Regions from separate parts of the Mus musculus genome. Here regions 1, 2, 3, 4 and 6 are each linked to region 5. A link is a contact called in public Hi-C and HiChIP or PLAC-seq data. All regions are on one chromosome and are shown on one strand. Each heading gives the region's core, a stretch centred on a gene start, on an enhancer-like site or on the middle of the called end of the contact. The rest is flanking DNA. Distances are from core to core; before and after follow the strand shown. Region 1 overlaps Man2b2 (mannosidase 2, alpha B2). Region 2 has its middle 3.3 kb from the start of Gm33114. Region 3 overlaps Sorcs2 (sortilin-related VPS10 domain containing receptor 2). Region 4 overlaps Sorcs2 (sortilin-related VPS10 domain containing receptor 2). Region 5 holds the start of 2210406O10Rik (RIKEN cDNA 2210406O10 gene). Region 6 has its middle 14 kb from the start of Bloc1s4.

What was found. HiChIP or PLAC-seq counts read pairs in DNA pulled down with a chosen protein or histone mark. A called contact is a pair of places that touch in the nucleus more often than the background predicts.
Region 1: a Hi-C map of myeloid progenitors shows a contact between it and region 5, with 3 times the contacts expected there. The contact joins the enhancer-like site here to the promoter of 2210406O10Rik in region 5. A contact is called at or near these places in 11 of 39 promoter capture datasets (the 3T3-L1 cell line, 3T3-L1-derived adipocytes, the C10 cell line and 8 more), 22 of 484 Hi-C or Micro-C datasets (B cells, CD4 T cells, the G1E-ER4 cell line and 11 more), 8 of 115 datasets of contacts at active chromatin or transcription factors (the 230-238 cell line, bone marrow-derived dendritic cells, bone marrow-derived macrophages and 3 more) and 2 of 9 other capture datasets (adipose tissue and liver).
Region 2: a contact with region 5 is called in an H3K4me3 HiChIP or PLAC-seq map of bone marrow-derived macrophages, with 4 times the contacts expected there. The contact joins the enhancer-like site here to the promoter of 2210406O10Rik in region 5. A contact is called at or near these places in 12 of 39 promoter capture datasets (the C10 cell line, the HPC-7 cell line, HPC-7-derived erythroid cells and 9 more), 4 of 15 datasets of contacts at CTCF or cohesin (the NIH/3T3 cell line, embryonic stem cells, large pre-B cells and 1 more), 40 of 484 Hi-C or Micro-C datasets (B cells, the C2C12 cell line, CD8 T cells and 20 more), 32 of 115 datasets of contacts at active chromatin or transcription factors (the 230-238 cell line, CD8 T cells, the SCID.adh cell line and 20 more) and 5 of 9 other capture datasets (adipose tissue, bone marrow-derived macrophages, embryonic stem cells and 2 more).
Region 3: a FOXA1 HiChIP or PLAC-seq map of pancreatic cancer cells shows a contact between it and region 5. The contact joins the enhancer-like site here to the promoter of 2210406O10Rik in region 5. A contact is called at or near these places in 3 of 39 promoter capture datasets (the 3T3-L1 cell line, cranial neural crest and hippocampal neurons), 3 of 115 datasets of contacts at active chromatin or transcription factors (embryonic stem cells, large pre-B cells and pancreatic cancer cells) and 1 of 9 other capture datasets (embryonic stem cells).
Region 4: a contact with region 5 is called in an HNF4G HiChIP or PLAC-seq map of pancreatic cancer cells. The contact joins the enhancer-like site here to the promoter of 2210406O10Rik in region 5. A contact is called at or near these places in 5 of 39 promoter capture datasets (the 3T3-L1 cell line, the SN4741 cell line, cranial neural crest and 2 more), 1 of 15 datasets of contacts at CTCF or cohesin (the NIH/3T3 cell line) and 3 of 115 datasets of contacts at active chromatin or transcription factors (embryonic hindbrain, memory CD8 T cells and pancreatic cancer cells).
Region 6: a CTCF HiChIP or PLAC-seq map of the NIH/3T3 cell line shows a contact between it and region 5, with 11 read pairs. The contact joins the enhancer-like site here to the promoter of 2210406O10Rik in region 5. A contact is called at or near these places in 14 of 39 promoter capture datasets (3T3-L1-derived adipocytes, the C10 cell line, the HPC-7 cell line and 10 more), 4 of 15 datasets of contacts at CTCF or cohesin (CD8 T cells, the NIH/3T3 cell line, embryonic stem cells and 1 more), 28 of 484 Hi-C or Micro-C datasets (the C10 cell line, CD8 T cells, ECoMG-derived neutrophils and 18 more), 24 of 115 datasets of contacts at active chromatin or transcription factors (the HPC-7 cell line, bone marrow-derived macrophages, craniofacial prominence and 14 more) and 3 of 9 other capture datasets (adipose tissue, liver and pancreatic islet).

Annotation. Positions count from the first base shown.
Region 1 is chr5:36,813,328-36,816,780 of GRCm38.p6, reverse strand. Man2b2 (mannosidase 2, alpha B2) reads left to right here. Exons shown (of 19, transcript NM_008550.2): 10 at 538-722; 11 at 1,188-1,462; 12 at 2,261-2,452; 13 at 2,803-3,049; 14 at 3,402-3,453. Among named protein-coding and RNA genes, the nearest start is that of Man2b2, 16 kb to the left of the region's middle. Within about 2 kb of position 2,065, at least 27 of the 459 cell types and tissues checked have an H3K27ac peak or open chromatin away from gene starts, as enhancers often do. A contact at or near this core is called in B cells, myeloid progenitors, neutrophils and 1 more, where this site is marked.
Region 2 is chr5:36,724,959-36,728,599 of GRCm38.p6, reverse strand. No RefSeq gene overlaps it. Among named protein-coding and RNA genes, the nearest start is that of Gm33114, 3.3 kb to the left of the region's middle. Within about 2 kb of position 2,054, at least 96 of the 459 cell types and tissues checked have an H3K27ac peak or open chromatin away from gene starts, as enhancers often do. A contact at or near this core is called in B cells, CD8 T cells, the G1E-ER4 cell line and 15 more, where this site is marked.
Region 3 is chr5:36,134,877-36,138,141 of GRCm38.p6, reverse strand. The region is part of intron 3 of Sorcs2 (sortilin-related VPS10 domain containing receptor 2); the gene reads left to right. Among named protein-coding and RNA genes, the nearest start is that of Gm52810, 9.8 kb to the left of the region's middle. Within about 2 kb of position 1,676, at least 18 of the 459 cell types and tissues checked have an H3K27ac peak or open chromatin away from gene starts, as enhancers often do. A contact at or near this core is called in pancreatic cancer cells, where this site is marked.
Region 4 is chr5:36,073,462-36,077,065 of GRCm38.p6, reverse strand. The region is part of intron 4 of Sorcs2 (sortilin-related VPS10 domain containing receptor 2); the gene reads left to right. Among named protein-coding and RNA genes, the nearest start is that of Gm52811, 9.7 kb to the left of the region's middle. Within about 2 kb of position 1,760, at least 71 of the 459 cell types and tissues checked have an H3K27ac peak or open chromatin away from gene starts, as enhancers often do. A contact at or near this core is called in the NIH/3T3 cell line, the SN4741 cell line and pancreatic cancer cells, where this site is marked.
Region 5 is chr5:36,463,357-36,466,620 of GRCm38.p6, reverse strand. It overlaps 2210406O10Rik (RIKEN cDNA 2210406O10 gene), which reads left to right and starts at 1,767. Exons shown (of 3, transcript NR_126488.1): 1 at 1,767-2,106. It overlaps Grpel1 (GrpE-like 1, mitochondrial), which reads right to left and starts at 1,436. Exons shown (of 4, transcript NM_024478.2): 1 at 1,366-1,436. The coding sequence starts at 1,427.
Region 6 is chr5:36,761,231-36,764,867 of GRCm38.p6, reverse strand. It overlaps the pseudogene Gm40318. Among named protein-coding and RNA genes, the nearest start is that of Bloc1s4, 14 kb to the right of the region's middle. Within about 2 kb of position 1,342, at least 8 of the 459 cell types and tissues checked have an H3K27ac peak or open chromatin away from gene starts, as enhancers often do.

The sequences.
Region 1 (3,453 bases), core at 816-3,315, 350 kb before region 5:
GCTGGCCCTTTCTAGTCTCTCTGGTCTTCTTCACTTCCATGACAGGGTCTGGGCTGTGTCTTCTACCTACCCTACCCTTCCAGCTCTTTCTGTATGACCAAATCCAGCTTGTAGGTTCTGTCCAGGGCTGGCCACAGACCCATCCTTGTCCAGGGGACACAAGTCTGATGGGAGCAACAATTGCAGAAAGAAAAGAACCTGGCTTGTGACATCAGTGCTGGGTAGGGCAGTAAGGTGACCTGTGCCTTCCCATGAGCACACAGGTAGGCTTCCTCCATCAGGGAGGAAGAACCAAAAAGTTAACTGGATAGAGGGGCCAGCTAGGCCCGAGGAGGGAGGCTGGAGAGCAGGCAGTACACTCAAGGATCCAGACATCAGAGATGGAACAGAAAGGACACCAGACCTGCATCATAAGAGCCTCTAGTGCTGGTCAGACACTCAAAACCTTGGATCCAGGCCACACCTCTTCCTTTCCACATCTACACTAGGGACTCTGGAAGGCCAGGTCTTACCTACCTCATTTCCCCTCTTATCCAGGAGCCCCCAAAGACATCATGGGGCCTCAAGTGACACCTGTCCTCTCGGTAGACACAAGGCCTGTAGGATACTCCGCCTCTGTGTACAACCCGCTGGCCTGGAAGATCACCACCATTATCACCCTGACTGTCGCTTTCCCCAATGTCAGCGTCACCGATGAGTTGGGCCACCCGGTGTCAACACAGGTACGGGCGAGAAGTCCTGCTGGAGAGCATTTGCTGTCTGCCACTTGGTGACCTTGTTCCACTGCACCTATGCAAAGGCCCCCAAGCGTCTTAAAGACGCACTGTAACAGGTGCCAAGGTTGGGGTGAGCTCTAGGCTGCGCCCCCTCTGCACTCCTGAGCCACTCAGTATGAGTCACATGGTCTCTTGTCATTGTTGTGTACCACCCCCCATGCACCACTGGCAGCATGGGGAAGGACAAGACAAAGAGGAGAAGTGAGTGGAAGGCAAGGCCCCTGAGATAGTGTATTCAGAGCCGGGGAGTGTCTCAGAGAGCAAACCTGTAGCCTGTAAAGATGGCATGGGAATCCTCAGGAGGTAGAAGGCCACCACTGCCTGGGCAGACAGTGGGCACCCACTCCATTGTGTGTGGCCAGAGTTATGAGGTGACTGAGGGGGCTTCCTCTCCATGCTGCTGGCTTGCAGATTCAGAACTCTACAAAGGACCCTTCTGCATACGACCTGCTCATCCTGACCACCATCCCCGGCCTCAACTATCGGCACTATCAAGTCATGCACGCCCGCGGGGACCAGGCAGGCACCAGGGAGCTGGTCGCCCCCAGGGCCAACACCCTCAAGTTTAGTCTCAAACTGAGGAACCAGCCCAGCCAGGAAGGCAAGCGCCTGGTGCCCGTGATGAATGACTGCTATATTCTGCTGTTCGACCAGGACACCAACATGTTACATAGCATTCAGGATAGGTAAGGTGAGGCCAGTGCTGCCGCCAAAGTGTGTCTAGGGCCGGGATGCATGGGCAGCGTCCTGTGACCCCCTTCTGTGATCACCCTCCCCAGGGAAGGACCAGGTGATAGCAAGGCCCCCTCCTGTTCTTGTGTCCTTAGGAGGGGGGCCCTGGGCCACTGCAGAATGGCTGCCGTAACTGTCTCTTCTCAGAGTCCTGACCCATAGACAAAGGGAAGACTGAAGGGCTCCAAAGGAAAGGTGCTCACGTGGTCTGCTTCTCTAAGTACAAAAGCAGAGTTGTTCTTCGGGAAATATCTACACTGTTTAAAACAGAAAGGGTCTTTAATACTCTGTTCCCACCAGCCCTCCATATCTGTTCACCTCGGTTCATCTCTGCACCGAGCCAGCCACTGCCCTCCATATCTGTGTGTCCTTACCCACCCCTGGGTCCATCTGTCCACCCACTCACCCATGTCCCTGGGGATAAAGGGTATGAAGGACCTCTGGCACATGGCACAGTGACGACTTGGGTTGGCATGATGCAACTCCACTCTTGTGCCAGTGTAGCCTCTGAAGAGCAGTCTGGGGACAGTGCACCCTGCTGGCAGCCTGTGTGCGGCCTCCCTCTTGTGACGTCACCTGACAGTTCCTGGCTGTGTGTGCGACCAGAGGTTTTCCCCTGAGGCCTCCAGTAACTTCCTCAATCTCCTGGGGGACATTTTCTTCAATCCTGATCCCCAGTACACACAGCCCTGCTGCAGGTGAGTGATCTTGCTGAGGGCGACACCAACCATTCTCCTCTCTCACTTCTGCAGACAGAGCAACCGCACGGTGCGCATGACCCAAGAGTTCCTGGAGTACCAGGCCAACTGGGACGTGAAGCAGGGCCCCATTTCTGACAACTACCTCTTTGCACCCAACAACACCGCTGAGCCTTCCTGGGAAGCGGTGGGGATGGAAATGGTGGCAGGCACACTGGTAACGGACATAAGGCAGTATTTCTACAGGTGCGTTTCTGGGTGGGCGGGTCAGTGTTGTGTCTTCCCCCAGAGCCCCTGTCCCTGTACTTGGGGCATGACCCTGGCACATGACTAGTCACTGATAGCAGCATGAGAGAATCGATCTCCTCTGCCTGTGCTTTTTGCATACGCCTGAGCCATTATGTTGTGGGTAGCTGAGTCAGAGCATGGGAGAAGGGCTCTCTTTACTCCATGAATGGTCCAGGGCTTACATAAATCTCCACAGGGTCCATAGTCCTCCCTGGGTTGCTCCCATAGCTGCCTCTTGGCACCCGGCATCCTATATGGAAGGAGGAGCTTCCAGCCAGGCCCTACTCTCTCCCATGCCCCCTTCCCAGGTACATAACAGACCAGGAGTACATCTATTCCATCCACACCCGTCTGGCCCACCCGAGCCTCGCTGGAGAACTGCTCTGCCAACGGATAGAGCAGCAGTACCGAGTGGGCCCCCTGGACCTAAACCGTGAGGCCATCCTGAGGACCAGCAGCGACCTAAACAGCCAGCAAGTCCTCTACTCTGACAACAACGGCTACCAGATGCAGCGGAGGCCCTACAAGGCTTTCAAGAGCAATCCCATCCCCCGGGTATGCTTGTAGCAGCCCCATGCTGTTCCCAGGCATGGCTCTCCTGACCCTGTTAAGCATCTGCTCATAGCAATAGCGAGGCCCCTGGGGAGAGCTGTTTCAAAAGTCCTGATCAGGATCTGCCCTGTGGGCTCTGCATCCTGGCATCCACCTGTTTCCCTGCTACCTAATTCCTTGGCTTTGTCAGGGGCTCATTCTTGGTGCTCTGTGTGTTGAGCCCTTAGCAGGGGCCGAGAGTCCCATCAGCCAAGCTACACGGCTCACAAGCAGCTCTGCTACTGTACCTAGGAGACAGGCTGGTGTCTGCCTGACCCTGTATTGAAGCTGCCACTGGTTGGCATTGTGTCTGCAGAATTACTACCCCATGGTACAGTCAGCCTTCATCGAGGATGACAAGAGCAGGC
Region 2 (3,641 bases), core at 805-3,304, 260 kb before region 5:
AGGTGCAGCAGGTTGAGGGAGGGGTGCCCACACCCCTGTAAGTAACCCCAAGAAGGCTCTGTCAGGAAGCCTGATCCAGTCATCGGTTCCCTAGAGTGAACTTTGGCAGCACCATGCCTTCGTTTGTTGCTGGAACCTTGGAGGAGGGGGTAGACATTGCTTTACGCTTCCCCCAGGGAATCTGAGAACCATGGGGTCACTTTCAGTAAAGGCAGATGGTAGCACAGGACTCTGTGACTCAAGATGCTTGCAAGATCGAAGGAATTGGTCCAATCAGGGTGTCCCAAAGCCACCCCTAAAATGAGGATAACCAACTGGCACCTGCCACTCTGGAAGTTACAGCCTGTCCCAAGATGGGCTTTTGGCAGCTGGCTCTCCCCAGCTGCTCAGCAGAGAGGCCCAAGAAGCTCTGATTTTATTTTAGCAGCAGGTATCTATCAGGTGGGCTGTGGAGGGGTATGACTTATCTTCTCCTCTCGGGAGTTATGCCAGGAAGGAGGAAATGGGTGCAGAGGGGTCAGGAAACTTGTCCAAGATGGCACAGAGAATACACGGCAGACCCAGGTTAGAGCACTGGCCATCTGGTGTGAGAGTCAACTCTCCCACCGTGCACAGATGGCTCCTTCGCAAGGAGCTCTCTGCATGTCCTTGAAGATTCATTCCCATTGGAAACCAGAACCAGAACACGGAGGGCTACATGGGGAAAGAGCTCAGGCCAAACCGCCCACTGGCTGCACTTCCTCAGATGAGTCGCTTCAGCTCTCATCTCAGAAATCTCCTCCTAGTACAGGGATAGCAGCAGTGAGTGTCCCCTGGGTGTTTTCTAATGCTATACGTGAGGCCCTTTATACCTGAGGGAAGCAGGCAAGAAGAGGGAAGGCAATTCCTGCCTCACAGGGAGCTGGTGAGGACCACCCAGACAAGGGCATAGAAACACCCATCACAGGGCAGCCAGGGCCTGCACACTCCTGGGCTGCTGCTGGCTCCTGGGACCACTCCCCTGGGCACTGCTGGTTGTACCTGAAGGATGATGGAGACTTGAGGGTGACAGAGCTCTGGGTAGAAGGCAGAGCATAAGCAAATAGTTGGGGGAGCAGGTAAATGGCACCAGGAGAACTTGGGGCCCAGGCTCTCTGTGGACTCTGTGCTGACTCTAGATCGGGTATGTTCTACTTTCTCTTCATGGCTCTGAGGGGTGCTGGAGTGGAGTGGGGGTGATACAGGGCTGTGCTGGGAGGTCCTAAGGGGAAAGGCTATTGCATAGCAGGTAGTTTTAGTGTGAGTTCCTGAGCTCTTGGCTGGCATGGGGTTCAGGTTCACCTGCCAGCTGGATCCAAGGCAGAGGGCATGAGGGAGGAAGTTGGACTTCCTGTGTGAATATATAAAAGGCTCTTGTTCATCTGAGGAGCAACGAAGAAGTGAGTTATGATGTGAGATGCCTAGAATCCTAGTGCTTGAGGGGCAGAGGCAGGGGGATTGCAGCAAATTTGAGGCCAGCCTGGTCTGCATGCAGGCCAGTTAGGGCTACACAGTGAAACCTTGTCTCAAAAACAAACAAACAAACAAACAAACAAACAAACAACACACACACACACACACACACACACACACACACACACACACAAAACAAAAAAAGCAAACAACCAAAACAAACCAAACAAATGAACAAACAGTCCAAAAACCCAAAACCAAAACCAACCTACCAAACAAAAAAACCCAAAACCCCAAAACAAAAAAGAACCACCAAAGAAGGATAAACATGCAAAAGCTAAAACTATACCCCAATTATATTGTAGTCTTCCTGCAAGGCAAAGGTGCCCTGCCACCCTGCTGGTGCAGCCCACTGGGTGGGTCTGCCACATGAGCTGGTTAAAGTCCAGCTTTTCTGAAATTCACCTTCAGCACTTTCATTCCCCTCCTGACTGTTATGCTTTCTGTTTCTGATTGGTCACTGTGAAAACAAATCAATGACTGAAAATGAAGCAGAGATCGAGCCCTGGGGAAAAGGAAAATGAAAGTCCTCTGGGTTACCGCCCAGGGTGAAGTCTGCATTCGTCCAGTCAAGGGCGTACACCAGGGGCATGTGAGACGTGAACTGGAGCTGGCCCGACTTTAAGTTCTCCTCTATAGATAATTCCTTAGCTGACCTTTTTCCGGCCTCTGAAACTGATCACGTGAGGCCCACGCCAGCTACTGGAGGGACTGAGGATGGACAGAAAACACCACCATTGAGTGAAAACAAAACATTCAGGACAGTATGCAGTAAGTGCTCAATAAGTGCTATAGTGTGCAGTTGACACTCATTGGAAACAAGGATGAGAACCACGCGTTCGACAAGGACTTTATGTGTGTAAGCATCGGGTGGCTGGTCTGGGGAACTTTTACTCTACCAGAAGCCACTGAGAGAGGCCACGGGTCAGCGTACTGTTCCCATAGCAGGAGTGAATGAAAAGGCAGAGAAGACCCACCGAGTGGGACCTCGGGCAGCCATGGAAGGAAGCAGAGTGCAGGCACCTGCTACAAAGCCTGTTGGCCTTCCAAACAGGTTCAGTGAGAAAAGCCAGTCACCCGAAGCCGAACAGTGCACTGCGTGACTCCCACTGGAACCCAGCAGTTGCCAGGGATACAACAGACAGGAAGATGGGGAGTGGCCAGTGGTAGAGATGGAGTTGTAGTTAGGGTACGGGCTTAGTTACGGAGTGCTTGCCGGGCATGTGTGAGGCCCTGGGTCTCGTCCCCAGCACTTGAAAAGTATAAATAAACAGAGAAAGAGAGAGAGAGAGAGAGAGAGAGAGAGAGAGAGAGAGAGAGAGAGAGAGGAAGAAGAAGAAGGAGGAGGAGGAGGAGGAGGAGGAAGGAAGGAAGGAAGGAAGGAAGGAAGGAAGGAAGGAAGGAAGGAAGGAAGGAAGGAAGGAAGGAAGGGGGGTGAGGTCTTGGAGAGCAGGACATATAGAACTACACAGAGGTGACAGTTATGCAGTGCTTGCTGTAGGTGGATAAATGCCACAGAACTGACACTTTAAATAGCTAAATATCTGTGGTGTGAATTTTACCTCAATTTAAACAATGATAGCAAATGAGTTTCAATACATACCCCAGGCTAGTATAGAACTCACAGTGATCTTCCTACCCCCCTCTCTCTCCTTTTACAATTTATTTATTAAACTACTATGCTTTATGTTATGTTACGGAGTGTCTCTTTCTATTTATTTATTTATTTACTTACTTACTTATTTACTTTTTTATTAGATATTTTCTTTTTTTAAGATTTATTTATTATTATATCTAAGTATACTGTTGCTATCTTCAGACACACCAAAAGAGGGCGTCAGATCTCATTACAGGTGATTGTGAGCCACCATGTGGTTGCTGGGATTTGAACTCAGGACCTTCAGAAGATCAGTCAGTGTACTTAACCGCTGAGCCATCTCTCCAGCCCCGATATTTTCTTTATATACATTTCAAATGCTATCCCGAAAGTTCCCTATACCCTCCCTCTGCCCTACTCTCCTACCCACCCACTCCTGCTTCTTGGCTCTGGCATTCCCCTGTACTGGGGCATATAAAGTTCGTAATACCAAGAGGCTTCTCTTCCCAGTGATGGCCAACTAGGCCATCTTCTGCTACATATGCAGCTAGAG
Region 3 (3,265 bases), core at 427-2,926, 330 kb after region 5:
CTACAATCAAGCACCTTTGAAAACTCTCCTTCCTGGGTAAGAGCCATGTAGTCTTTGCTTTAAGAAGCCATAGGAACAATACCAGGCTGTTGGACCCAGGTTCCACGGAGAGGAGTGGATGAGCTACCCTGCGTGTTGTATTGTTGATGAGTGGATATCGGAGCATAGCATGTGGAGGAGTCCCACAAGCATGGTCTGAGCACTTCACACTCTGTGTCCATACATGTTCCATGCCTGTGAGTGCTCTGAGCCTGTGATGCTCTGCATCTGTGAGTTGTTCACAGTGTCATGTGGGAATGTGCCACTAAAAAAAAAAAAAAAGCTCTGTGGCCATTGGTGCTTCATTCTTGAATTGCTCTATGCCTGTGAGTGTTCCACATATGTGAGTCCCTCAGTGAGACTTCTGTGCCCATGAGTGATCCTGCAAGTACTTTTGACCTGTTAATGACCCACATATGGGAGTGCTCTGTGTATATATGAATACTCTGTTTCTGTGAACATTCTATGCCTGTGAGTTCTTCACATGTGGGTGTTCCGTGTCTGTGAGTGCTCTGAGCCCAAGAGTAATCTTCATGTTCCAGCTCCAATTGCAAATGAGGATGATGGGACCCAGAGCAATGGGGTGACTTCCTACAGACTTAGAGAAAGCAGGACATGGACTGAGACCAATTGGAACCATAAAAAGGACAGATGGCTATGTTTGGCAAGAAGGAACTCACAATGTCCCCAGAGCCACTTTAAGGGTCCTGTGACCTCTCTCTCTCTCTCTCTCTCTCTCTCTCTCTCTCTCTCTCTTTCTCTCTCTCTCTCTCTCTCTCTCTCTCTCTCCCTCTCTCTCTCCAGTTGCCCACCTTGACCAGGAGAACTTCAGTTGAGAGAGTTGAGCTAGTGTCTTTTTGGAAAATAGATCCTCTACTCAATTTTGCTTGACTTCAGTGCTTGGAGCCCAGGTCCTACAACCCATTGTATGACTGCTGTGTCTACAGTGCTATGGAGCCCTCCTCAAGAGGCCTCCCATCTGGTCCAGGAGATTCATATACCTGCTCTTATGCTCCATCATACTGACCCCATGTGGTCCACTAGGACTGCTATGGGGTTAAAGCAGGCTTGCTCATCCAGTGTTCCTGCTCCTCCAACACCCATTGCCTCCCACTGAGCTCTGTTTGGTCCTTGGAGTCCAGGCTATAACCCTACAAGATTCATGGGTCCCCAATGCCCAAGCTATGTACCAGGCAGATAGACCAGGGCTTGTCTCCACCCTGTGGAGCTGGGCTGAAGAGTCATGAGACTGTAGATGGCCCATGGACACCCCTTCCCCAACCCTTCAGAACTGCAGTAGGGGACTGATGGGCCTCTTAGTTTGACTGGAACAGGAGGTGCCTAGAGGCAGGCTCCAGCCCTCCCAGCTGAGCCATCTGGGGGGCCTCTCTAGGGTTATGCTTATTGGGGGAGTGCCTTGGACAGGTGGGAATCTGTCAGAATGCATGGGAAGTTTGGAGAGTAGGGCCAGAAGAGGTCCTGGTTGGACAATCACAACCCCTATCAGACTCTGGATCTCAAAGCCACAGCCTGGCTGTGGTTAGGAAACTAGTTACAGAGGTGACTTAGATAGGAAGAGGCCTTGGTGTGAGCACCTCTCCTCACAGTAAGGTCTAGTGAGGCCCCACCCACCCTGTGCCTTTCTCCTGCCAGTGGTTTGAAGAACAATAACATCACCTGTTCTTTATGAGAGAGAGCCCTGCACAGTGACCATTTACCAGTGTCAGCCCAGCCCCTGCTGGTGGGGATGTGATGTCACACTCTGAGTCATGCTACATAGGGCCCTGATACAGACAGAGTGGAGCTGGAACTTCACTCCGCACCATCCTAAACTGTCCTTTATATTTTCCAGTGGTGAGGCCTGGAGGCCCTGACCAGAATTCCAGGACAAGCAATAATCAGAATAGATGCTCTAGTCCTTGTGGCTTAGGAGCCCAGGAAAAATGTGGGTGGCTGAGCCTGGGAAGCGGCTAGTAATTACCTCTATCGATCTATTTGCTCTGTCTCTCTCATCCCCATCCCCATCCTCCTGGCAGCAGGCAGGGAGGCTGTGGGCAGGCTTCCTAAAGCTGCTCTTTATTTACTCACTTCCTCTGAAGAGTGACAGAGTTTCCACTCTGTGGGGGAGGGGAGGAGAATTGATTTCTACCTGGAAGGGGGTTATGAGTAGCTGTTGGCTGGAGACAAGTGCTAGGTGGAAAGAGAGAGCAGGTAGGGGTTGGGAGCAGGCCTACACCTGTCTCCCTAGAGGTCTGAGATGGACCCTCAGACTCCATCTCTGTGGAGGAGGTGACAGTATCTCTCCTAGGAGAGGCTGTTCTCTGTGTCTGAGGCCTTGTTTGCCTCTTGACTAAGGCCAAAGCATGGCAGCTCAGCTGCCTGGGGTCCCACACTCACAAGGTCATTTCTAGGTCCCCATGGAAGGAAAGACATTTTTTATGTCACATTTCCCTTTCTTGGGTTTACACCTTTTCTAGGGCATAATGAGGCACTTAGTATAGCTGTAGTCAAGATGGGCAGAGGTCCTGGGAATTAGACAGCTGAAGCGTACCATGCTAGCTGGAGATGTGGTCCTCTGGTTGCTGACAATAAGGAGCCAGGGCAGGGATCTCTGCATGGGCATCAAGTAGTTCAAGTGATGGGCTAGCCTTGAACCCAAGTCTTGCAAGTCTACATCTTTGAATATTATCTCCTGGCCAAAACCTCAGGACACAGAAGCCAACAACCGGGTCTTACCCATCCACATGTCCTCATCCTAAGCCCAGAAGGACTCCGGACTTTGTTTACCCTGTCAGCACACAGGACAGCTATGAACAGATGCATCATGGGACAAGTGGATCTGAAGTTCAGGCCCCCAAGGAACAAGTATAGACATGGGGTAGGGATTAGAGTCTGAGACATCTTAGTAATTCATCCATCTACTTATCTGCTCATCTATTTTCTGTCTGTCCATCCATCTGTCTCTCTACCTATCCAGACAGCTAGTCTTTCATCTCTCTGACCATCTGTCTATTGTTTCATTTGTTTATCTGTTCATCCATTCATTCACCCATCTGTCCATCCACCTGTCCACCCATCAGTCCATCTATTTATTCTTTTATCCCTCTAACTGTTCATCCACCCCCCCACACACATACCTACCTACCTACCTACATACATACACACATACTTACATACATCTAGTAATATTTATGGAGCACGTGTTGATCTGAATGAGATATTCATG
Region 4 (3,604 bases), core at 511-3,010, 390 kb after region 5:
GGGACAGGTGTGAAAGCCAGCATGTGTCCAGGCTATCAGACCTCTGTACCTGAAATGCAACAGGCATGGACCCACCCTTCATGTTCTTTCCGATCCTGTGCCCCTTCCCTGGTGCTAACATTCAATTGCATGTTTCTGCTATTGTTTGATCACAATCTGCAGCCCACACACACTAGGGCTGAGCTCTGAGAAGGTATATTGGATTTATATTTTACTATAATAATATCAAGTGTTCTCTGAAACTATATGTTGGGTGAATAGATTATAGATGGATACAGGCAAGGATGGAGAGATGGATGGATAGATTATATATGAATATAGGGAAGGATAGATAGATGGACAGATGGATGAATAGATTTTAGATAGATGGGTAGTGCTTTGGTTTGGGTTTTATTGCTGTGAAGAGACACCATGACCAAGGCAACTCTTATTAAGGAGAGCATTTAATTAGTACTGACATACAGTTTCAGAGGTTCAGTTTATTATCACCATGGAGGGAAGCATAGCAGTGCACAGCAGACATGGTAATGGAGGAGCCGAGAGTTCTTCATCTTAATCTGCAGGCAACAGACAGAGACTGTGTGCCACACTGTGTGCACAGTTTGAGCATAGGAAACCTCAAAGCCCACCCCACAGTGACACATTTCCTCCAACCAGGCCACACCTCCTAATAGAGATATTCTCTATGGCTAAGCATTCAAACACATAAGTCTTTGGGGGCCATACCTATTTAAACCACCATAGGTAGATTATGGATGGATGGATGGATGGATGAATAGATTTGGATAGACTGTGATATATATATAATGAATAGATGGATGAGTTCAGGGGTGGAGCCAGATGAGCAAACAGATTAGTACATAGGAATGTGGGGTAGTGGAAAGATGCCTGGCTGAGTAGGATGGTGGATGGATATGTGGGCGGGAGATAGATGGTGAGTAAATAAGTGGATGGATGGATGAATGGATCGATTGAAGTTGGTTAAATGAATGAACATATGGATCAATGACAAATTCCTACTAACAGGGGTCAGCCAGGTAAGAGAACCCCAAGTGGAACCCTTGGTGATGGCCAAGGCCAGCTTTCCCCAGAGCCCAGCCTTCTTGCCAAGGTCTAACACATATTGTCTAGTGTCCCTGGCCTATGGCTGCCTGTCTATTCCTACCTCTTTCCCTCAGGGCTGCACACCCTTATGGGTATTAATAGCAGTACTTAGCCTTCCATGTAATTAGACCAAAGCGCAGCTACGGCGAGTTATTTTCCTGAAGAAATTGACTGTGTTGCAATTGCTCCTTAATTTATGGTGCCCTGAAAAATTAATGGAGCTGAAAACCTTGGTTATTTTCCTTGGCTCTTTTCTGTGATGACAAGGAAAGAAAGGAGAGGAAAAAAAGGTTTAATTGCTGTTATAAAAGGAACTAGGGATTTGGGGAAATTAGTAAGTGATGGCCGTCTTGAGTTTTGTGGGGGCTTGGTGGTCTGTCAATGCTTAGATGCCCAAGAAGCTGTGTCTGAAGTGGAATCAGGCCAGCTCTGACTCTACAAATCTACAGGCTTGCTGTTAGCCAGGCGTCTGGACACTGCTGAAAGGCACACACTGCTAAGCACTCTGGCTCAGAGCAGTACACTGGGCATTGGTCCTAGGTCCTTAGGTAGCTGGGGCTATGCCAGGCTTTTCTGGAATGTTCTGGGTGTGGTTCCTGGCTAGGAGTGTCCAGGATTCCATGTGGCTCTCATCTGGGAAGTATGCTGGTCTCACCACATTGGGTGGAACAAAACAGAAACTTGACCAGCTTCAACTTTGACCAGACAGTCATACACCAGGTCCAGAGGCCCCAAGTAGGCACAAACAGCCTATGAACAGGAGTGAGCTGGCCACTCAGTCCCAGACTCCTTTCCCCTGCTCTGCCATCCCCTCACCCACCTCTCCTTCCTCTTCCAGGATGCCTGCCCTTGCTCTAACAAAGGCTCTGCCTCACTTGGGAGTATCCTGCCTTCCGCTGTTCCTTCCTCACTATGTCATGATTTGGGACACAATCTGAGGTACCTTACTGTACCTACAGAATTTTTGGGTGATACCCAATATGTGTTCCTCCCAAGTCTTAGCAAGGTCCTAAGCCTCCCAAGACCTGTTCGTCCTTTCTACCCAGATCTCTTGGGAATACTTTCTTATCACCCACAGCCTTATCTCCCTGGGCCAGAACTGTAGACCTGCTTTCTGGCTGGGGTACTTATTTCTAAGATAAGGTCAGATTCACTTTGTTTTGCTTTGTTTCCCTCTTTTCCTCTCTTCCAGTCAAGAAATACTTCTGGGTCTGGGGAAATGGCTCAGTCTGCAATTGCATTTTGTACAAGCATGAGAACCCGAGTTCATATCCCCAGCACCTATGTAAAAAGCAGAATGTATATTTCCCTCTGCACTCCAGAGTTAAGCATGCTCCCTGAGACAGAGGATGTACCCCAAGGAGAGAAGGAAACACCTCATCTCGATTTGACTTTCTAAACCCTGTGAACACATTCCTACTCTGACCCAATAGTCTAGCTGCAAGAGAGTCAGTGCAATGGCAGGCATTAGTGTTCCACCTATGAAGACAAGGCATTCTGAGCAAGGGAGAATGAAAGCTGAGCACTTTCAACAGTGATGCCACCAGAGCTCAGAGCAAAGCTGCTGGCCCTCTGGTCCCATATGAGGGTCACTTATATGTACTCCTTGGTGCACTTTCCCATAATGTCACCTTCTCCTTGCCTTGGCTGAATTTTCTTACCCTTTCTCAGAGAAGCAATGCCTTAAAGTACATTCCACCAATCTCCTGATATGCACCCTCTGGAGCTGATCTTCCACCCTGCCACAGGCTACCTTTATGTAGATTTTAGCTACTCAGCTATCCCTCCAGTGTTGGCTCTTGTTTATTTTCAACGTTTATCTTTTATTAAGCAGAAGTGTTCTATTTCTGCAGAATTGATGACAGATAGTAAAATCACCTCCCCCCCCCATGAGAATGAATTGGAAAGGCTCCATAAAGCTCTTGGATGGGTATAATAAACACCAGCACATTGGTGGGGATAACAGTGGTAATGCCCCCATTAATGCAAAAGATGTTGCCACTAGACCCTTAAATGTTTTTCTTCTTGACTGGCTGTGGGTGTGAGCTCTCCCAATTTACAGATGTATAAACTGATTCATGAGATGGAAAAGAGCTTGCCCCCATCATTCAGATGACCCAGAGATAGGGTCAGAGATGGCCAGCCATTCACTAGGGGACACTGTTTTACCACTGACATTGTACTGTGAACTTAGGTCAATGAAATGAGAATTGCTCCTTATGTGCAAATGCTGTGTGATACTGAGTGATGTATTACCTCTTTGAATCTTAGTTCCCTCATCTTGTAAAAGTAGAAAAATCTACATAGAGGTAGCCTGTGGCAAGGTGGAAGATCAGCTCTAGAGGGTGCATATCAGCAGCTTTGCTCTGAGCTCTGGTGGCATCACTATTGAAAGTGCTCAGCTTTCTACTAATTCTAATGGTGGTGTCTGTGGTCATGTATGTACATGAGTGTGAGAGTCTGTAGGTATATGAGTGTGTGTGTCTGCGTAGGTTTGAGT
Region 5 (3,264 bases), core at 518-3,017:
TCCTCTTGTGGAAGACCTGACTTTGATTCCCAGCTAACAACTACCTAACTCTAAGAGTTCCAGGGTATCTGACACTTTTCTGAACTCTGAAGGCACTTGGCATACACATGGACATACACATACAAGCAAAACATCCACACACGTAAGTTTAAAAAAGAAAGATCAGTAATTAATTCTGAGAAGCAAAATTATGCTAAGAATATAAAAACCTACAAAATGTGAAGGCTGCCTTCACTATGAATTATTTCCACCCCTAGGAGTGACCACCACAGCCTTTCAGCAGATCAGTTTTGCTGTATAGATCCTTTCAGGGCAGGAATTCCTAGGGCTATGTCTCGGAGGAAAGAGGGAAGCCAAGCTTATGGGATACTGTGGAGTTATGACTTCCTACTAGAGCATCTTTCTTCAAAACCACAATTTCAGAGATAGACATGAACCAAGCTGGGGGATGGGACAGGGCCGGATGGGATGGGAAATGGGGGTTCTTTCCTGTCAACTCTAAACAGAGCACCACAAATAGGAAGTGCTTCCCCCGGAATACTTCAGACTCCTCCCTGCTTTGCACAACATAGACCTGTTTTCATCTTTTAGTCACAAGTACGAGATCATCCGCCTGCTCACTCTCACCCGCTGAAAAGGCCAGCTCCCGTTCACTCCGTTTCCATAAGACTCAGGCAAAGTCTCTCTTTTTTTAATCAACCAAAAACTTGGTCCTAGCAGGGAACAAGCTAAAGATACTGAGCCTAACTTTGGAGATGCGACTCAAAAACCTGAAGCCACGGGTAAAAGTAAAGATGGCAAAAATGGGCATTGTCTAAATAAACTGCACACACACTGGCTTTCTTGCTCCTTGGACCTCACATTCCGCGGAGGGCAAAAGTGGGGGAAGGAATGTGAGTGGAAAAAGCCCACAAACCAGGCAGTACACATCCTGGACTGGATTAGGGATTAGCAACCCCAGCCCCTGGTCGGGCGGGCTTCTGCCTGGCTGCCTGACCTTGGGCAAGTCTCCCGCTTCTAAGCTTGACTTTTGCAATTCCAGGAGGGGTGGTGCCCCTATGCCCGAGAGAGTGCCGTGTGTCACCAGACAAACAAATGGCGGAGCCTTCCACCTGACGCATCACCCAGATCCCCGCATTTACGCCCCAGCGTCCCCACTTCTCGTCTCTTGAGCCCAGTTCGCGCAGTGCCGCACAGTAAACACCAGGACAGCCGCGCGTTGAGAACAGGCACAGGGACTCGATGGTGAGGATGTGACTTCAGGGTGCACGGGCACCGCCTGCGGGGACCAGTCCTGCCGCTAAACCCCCCACCAGAGCTCTCGGCCGTGAGTGAGGCCGACGCAGAGGAGTGAAGCTCTCTTACCTGAACGACAGTGCCAAAGCCGGGAGGCTGCGGCGCGCCAGCCTCACACACCGAGCCGCCATGACTGCCCCCGAGGTCGCGTCACTGCGCCCACACTGAGCATGCGCGGACGCCCCTTACACCGGTTTTCCCACCTACTGCTGCTTTTTAGCTAATCCGTGACCGCTGTTGTTCTGATGGACAGACCATTTCCACCAATAATTACGAGTCATGACGGAATTCTGTTTCCTCCTTCTCCGGTGGGCGGAGACTGAGGCTTCTGGGAGCCCCGGAAGGTGAGGAGGTGAAAGGTGAGGTGGGAGGAGTGGAGGAAAATGGAGCTTCTGTGGGCGTGGTCGCGCCAGGGGACAGCCAATGAAGAGGAAGAGCGTCAGGGCGGGCAGAAGGCGGCGAGCGCTAGGCGGGGACCCGGGAACTCGTGCCAAGTGACTGGTGCTCGCTTTAGGCTCCTGCTACCTTCTGCGGGCGGAACGTGGGTGTCCCGGGAAGGGACGGACCCCATCTCTACTATGCCGCAAGCGCGTTGTGTCAACAGGCTGGCTGTGGACGGCCCGATGAGCGTTACTTGATTTTGTACTTTCGGCCACCTCCAATTTTCTCAGAACGCAACATAAGAAAAAAAAAAACTAACAGCAGTGTGTGCAGGAGAGCTTCGAAAATATGGGTGCTGATGTTTGGTCACTGCTATGGGGGAGGTCGCAGAGCTGAGAGTTGTCGGAGGACGTTTTCTGTCCTGTCTAGGTATGTGCAGCTTCTTCCTTCCTCCCCCCGGCTCCCGCAAATCTCGAGACAGAACGCTTCGTCCGTGGACTACGGCTTGTGTGTGCTCTCGGCGGATCTCTTGAGTTCTAGGCCAGCCTGGTCTACAGAGTGAGTTCCAGGTCAGCCAGAGCTACACAGAGAAATTTTGTCTCGTAAAACAAACCAAACCAAACCAACCAAACAAACAAACAAAAAAGGGACCAAAATTCTATTATTTAATTTCGCTCTTTTAAAAATCATTTCCCCAGCACATGCTGCCTTTTGCCCGCCGTGGGCGTGGGGCAGAGCATGTCCACACAAAAAGCACAGCTCTCACCTCATAGGAAATAAGTTTATTCTGGAGTCATTTATGAGTGACTGGCCCAGAAACAGTTTTAGGACACCTGTGTTCCAACGTGAAAACAGTTTCAGGACGTTTGCATAGTAGCAGAACAAAGAAAGCCACAACTCAAGACATAAAATATATTAGTGAAAACATTAAGTAGGTGATTATAGCAAACGGGAATCTCAGCTGTAGTCCGCAGATGCTATTTGATAGCAAGCTTAGCCCTTTGGTGGAGATTAGAGTTTTGTTACTGTGTTACCAAGATTTTAATCGTCTTTTCCTGCTGTTAGGTCTGACACTGAGTGGGGCAGGGAATCTATTTAATGAACTAAAGATAGCCCAAGATAAATTGTAACTAGGCTCTGCACCTGCAAGGTTCAGCATCTCCAGTCATTGAGGCTTTAATCCGTCAATTGGCCTTTGCAGACAGTTTCTTTCCAGGAATCCTGGTTCACTGGTGTTTTGTAGGACAAGTGACCTGATTTGTTAATTCATTAGGGCTGGGGTCGAGTAAGAGGAGAAGGGATACTTAGAGCACCAATGAAATCAAGAGACATAATTGGATTGAGTCTATGGCACTTGGTTGTGATGGAACAAACCAACCGTGAAAAGGGCAGGGGACTGGAGTGGGACGGGTATCAGATGGTTATTCAGTGCGCTGGCCCTTTTGTTAGGGAACAATATGGGCCAATGGGCAGAGCTCTGGATGGGAATATTTATGGTACATTGTCATATTGGCTGGCAAGGGCTTTAAAAAATACTCTAGTTTTAAAAGGTGAGGTTTCTTGTAAGACTGTGGGAAAGTGATGACA
Region 6 (3,637 bases), core at 93-2,592, 300 kb before region 5:
GTTGAGTTGTGCACAGGGCATGGGATGTTCTGATGATCATCAAAGTTTGAGAAATTAATCTTCAGGGAGTGTGTGTCTGTGCTGTGGATACGTGTGTATAAGTGTGCACATGTGTATGTACACGGGTGGAGGTCAGAGGTCAACCTCAGCCATACCTCCTCAGGAACTCCCAACTTCAGTTTGTTTTTTTGTTTTGTTTTGTTTTTTTTTGTTTTTTTTTTTTTTTTTTTTTTTTTTTGGTTTTTCGTGACAGGGTTTCTCTGTATAGCCCTGGCTGTCCTGGAACTCACTTTGTAGACCAGGCTGGCCTCGAACTCAGAAATCTGCCTGCCTCTGCCTCCCAAATGCTGGGATTAAGGCTGTGCGCCACCACACCCGGCTTTTTTTTTTTTTCAGTTTTCTTTTTAAATGTTTCTTTACTTCTATTCTTTGACAATGCCACGCATGTATTTTCATTTTGTGCCCATATTTCCCTCCTTGATTCCCTTCTCACCACCACTGATCCCCTCTTCCAACAACTCCTGCTTCCAGGTCTTCTCTGGTTTCATGTGTGACCCCACAAGTAGGATTGTTTGCACGGTCCTCTGCGGGGGTTGGGGGGTTGTTATTTACCGGAAATGGGCAACTTGCCAGTGGCTACACAGCTGAAAGAATGACCTCCCTGCTCCCAACATTCTCGACTACCAGTGGCTCCTTAGGACTGGACCTCGTGCCCTCTCCTGTCCACGAAGAATGCCGACGGCCCCACCTTGTGCAGGTCTTACAAGAAAGCACGGTCCCTGTAAGCTCCTAAGTGTAACGGCCGTGCCAGCTTTTAACAGCACCCTTTGCTCCGGTCCTCTGGCTCTTACTCCCTCTTCTGTGACAGTCCCTGAGCTTTTGAGGAGGCGGTGTGTCCCAATAGGACTGAGCACCTAACAGTCACTTAACCTCAACAAGAAGGCCAGCTGTGTGTCTCTGCGTTGACCTTTGCCACCAGACAGAAGCTTCTGTGACCAAGGCTAAAGGCAGCACGCATTAGCCTGAAGGTTGGCTCCTCTGGACTCCCTGCCTCTTTGTGGTTTGGGGGATAAGGTCATTGACCAGGAACTCACCAATTAGGTTAGACTGGCTGACCAGCAAGGACTCCTCTATTTCTATGTCCCTGGTGTTGGATAACAAACACATATTACCATCTTCAGCTTCTGTATGTGGTTTCTGGGAATCAAACCCAGATCCTATGGTGAGCGCTTTATGGACTGAGCCCAATCCTCAGCCCCGTGCAGGTATTCTGAGAAGTGCGGGAAGTCTAGGTGGATGGGTGTGTCCCTCTACTCTCTGAGTGTTGAATTTGCAGCCTCCCCTGACTTTGCCATTCTAACCTGCTATAATTAACACCCACTTTCACGTGCACAGCCATGGCTTAGTGGGTGGTCTGAACTCACACTTTCTGAAAATGCCATAGGAACACAAAACATTCCAAATCTCAGCTGCACTGCTGGTCCCCTGATGCTGACGCTGAGATCTGTCCTCTGTTCACCTCTCAGGAAGGATGGTGTCAGCCCTAACTGTTACATGGCCAGGCTTTCAGAGCCTGCACCAGGCTTGTCCTCTCCAAAAAGACCTGGGACCTTAGCAGTGGGCTGGAGCAGCAAACAGAGCTTCTGTGTAGGTTCCTTGGGACCGACGGTCTGTTAGTCTTCATCCCTAATGAATGTAAGTGAGACAGCCCCCTTGCCTTATAGTTGTGAAGCCTGCAGGCTTGTGGAAAACAGATACTCCCGTTGAGAGCACAGTAGAGGGGCTAGGAAGATGGCTCAGTAAGTAAAGAACATATGGAGCTGAATTGAGACCCCCAGCATCGACATAAAAACCGGGTCTGGGGGCTTGAGACATGGACCAGCACTTGAGGTTAGGTGAAGTCCTGTCACTCCATTCAAAGCATCTCACAGCCTGTATACACCAGTGTGTCATTGTGTAGACACAAAGTGTGGCTGGCCGCCATGTGGCTCACTGGTGGGTGCCTTTCCCCTCCCCCTCTGACCCTGAGGCTGGAGCTGACTGAGGCCCAAGTCCCACTCTGCATTCCTGTTGCTGACTCTGCCCCCTCCCTCCTCTGGCTGAGATGACACAGAAGGTCTGAACAAACTGCTGAAGGAACTAGACGCTGATGGAGATGCCCAGGTGGATTTCAGGGCGTTCATAGTGTTTGCGGCTGTGCTCACCTCTGCCTGTCACCGTCAGTCAGTTCCCAAGGGAAGATGCCAAATGATTCAGAAAGATGGTGTCTGGGATGCCAGATTCCTGACAGAGTCCCCAGGAGGGCCTGGCAGTAAATCTCTGGATTCTGGAAAGTACTTGTTAGCAGTTACTTCCTTGGGCTGAGTTGGCCAGTGTCCCTCTGGTTAATAAATGCTTATGAAATTCTCATTGGCTCAGAGAATCCAGACATTTCCTTTAAACCTTGAAGTCTTTGCTGAACAAAGAAACACCTCACTGGAAGGACCCAGCAGGCCAGACATGTAGCCATCTGCATCATAGTCACATATTGCTGGACACATGGCCCTGCCACACAACCCAAGCCCCGCAGTTATTAAAATGGTTAGTCGTGGAGTGCTGGCCCGACAGCCACTTGAAATGTTTGTAACTGATGCTGCTTGTAACTGTTTTTTAGAAGGGCCAGGTGCAGCCGGTGACAGACTGAGAGACAGCACATTACAAGGTGTGTGTGTGTGTGTGTGTGTGTGTGTGTGTGTGTGTGAGAGAGAGAGAGAGAGAGAGAGAGAGAGAGAGAGAGAGAGAGAGAGAGAGAGAACAGCCAACAGACCACGGTTTTTATTCAGGTCAGTGTCCTGACACTGTCTTTGGAAAGCAGACAGTGGCCAGGGTGAGGTCACAGAGGAGACGCTGGTGACTTTGGTTTCAGGGTTTTCCCCATCCTCTGAGCAGCCAGCATGAAACCTGTCTAAGCATTCTGAAGAAACCTTGAACTTCAAGAGGGCATAATATGGGGGCTACCCATGCTAGGGGAAAAGATGCAGACATAGCTGTAAAAGGGATAGCCTGTGGGCTGGGTGCACACATCTCAAGGTGGATGGCAGGCGATGTCGACATGACATGCTGGGACCTAAAGGACGCACCAGCGCAGAGCAGAGCAGAGCAGAGCAGAGCAGAGCAGAGCAGAGCAGAGCAGAGCAGAGCAGAGCAGAGCAGAGCAGAGCAGAGATTGTTTTTTTCTTTTCTTGTGCTGCTCAACAAGCCAGCGGCCATGCTGTGGGTGGCAATCTCTCAGCCTGTTAATTTTGGAAGGAGGTGACCCCTCAGAAGCTGCTGCAAGTGTCAGCCCCCCCTTCACTGTGGAGCCTTACTCAGGCCTGAGGTAAGGACACCTCACCTAGCTCCCCCAGACTCTGCCCTCACCCTGGGTATGGGAGTCAGCAATTGATACCGAGAGGCAGGCCACACAAAGGTTGCATGGGTATTTTAGCAGACTGCAGGGCGCTTCAGCTGAATCCAGAAGACTTAGAGAAGACTTCTGGAACTGGGTCACTGAAGGTGGGCTTCTATGTTTTCCAACTAAGCCCTAGAAGGCTGTTGCATGGAAACTGCAGTGTGCCATCTCTGCAAGCATCCTTCTCTGGCTTCTCTGACTGTACCT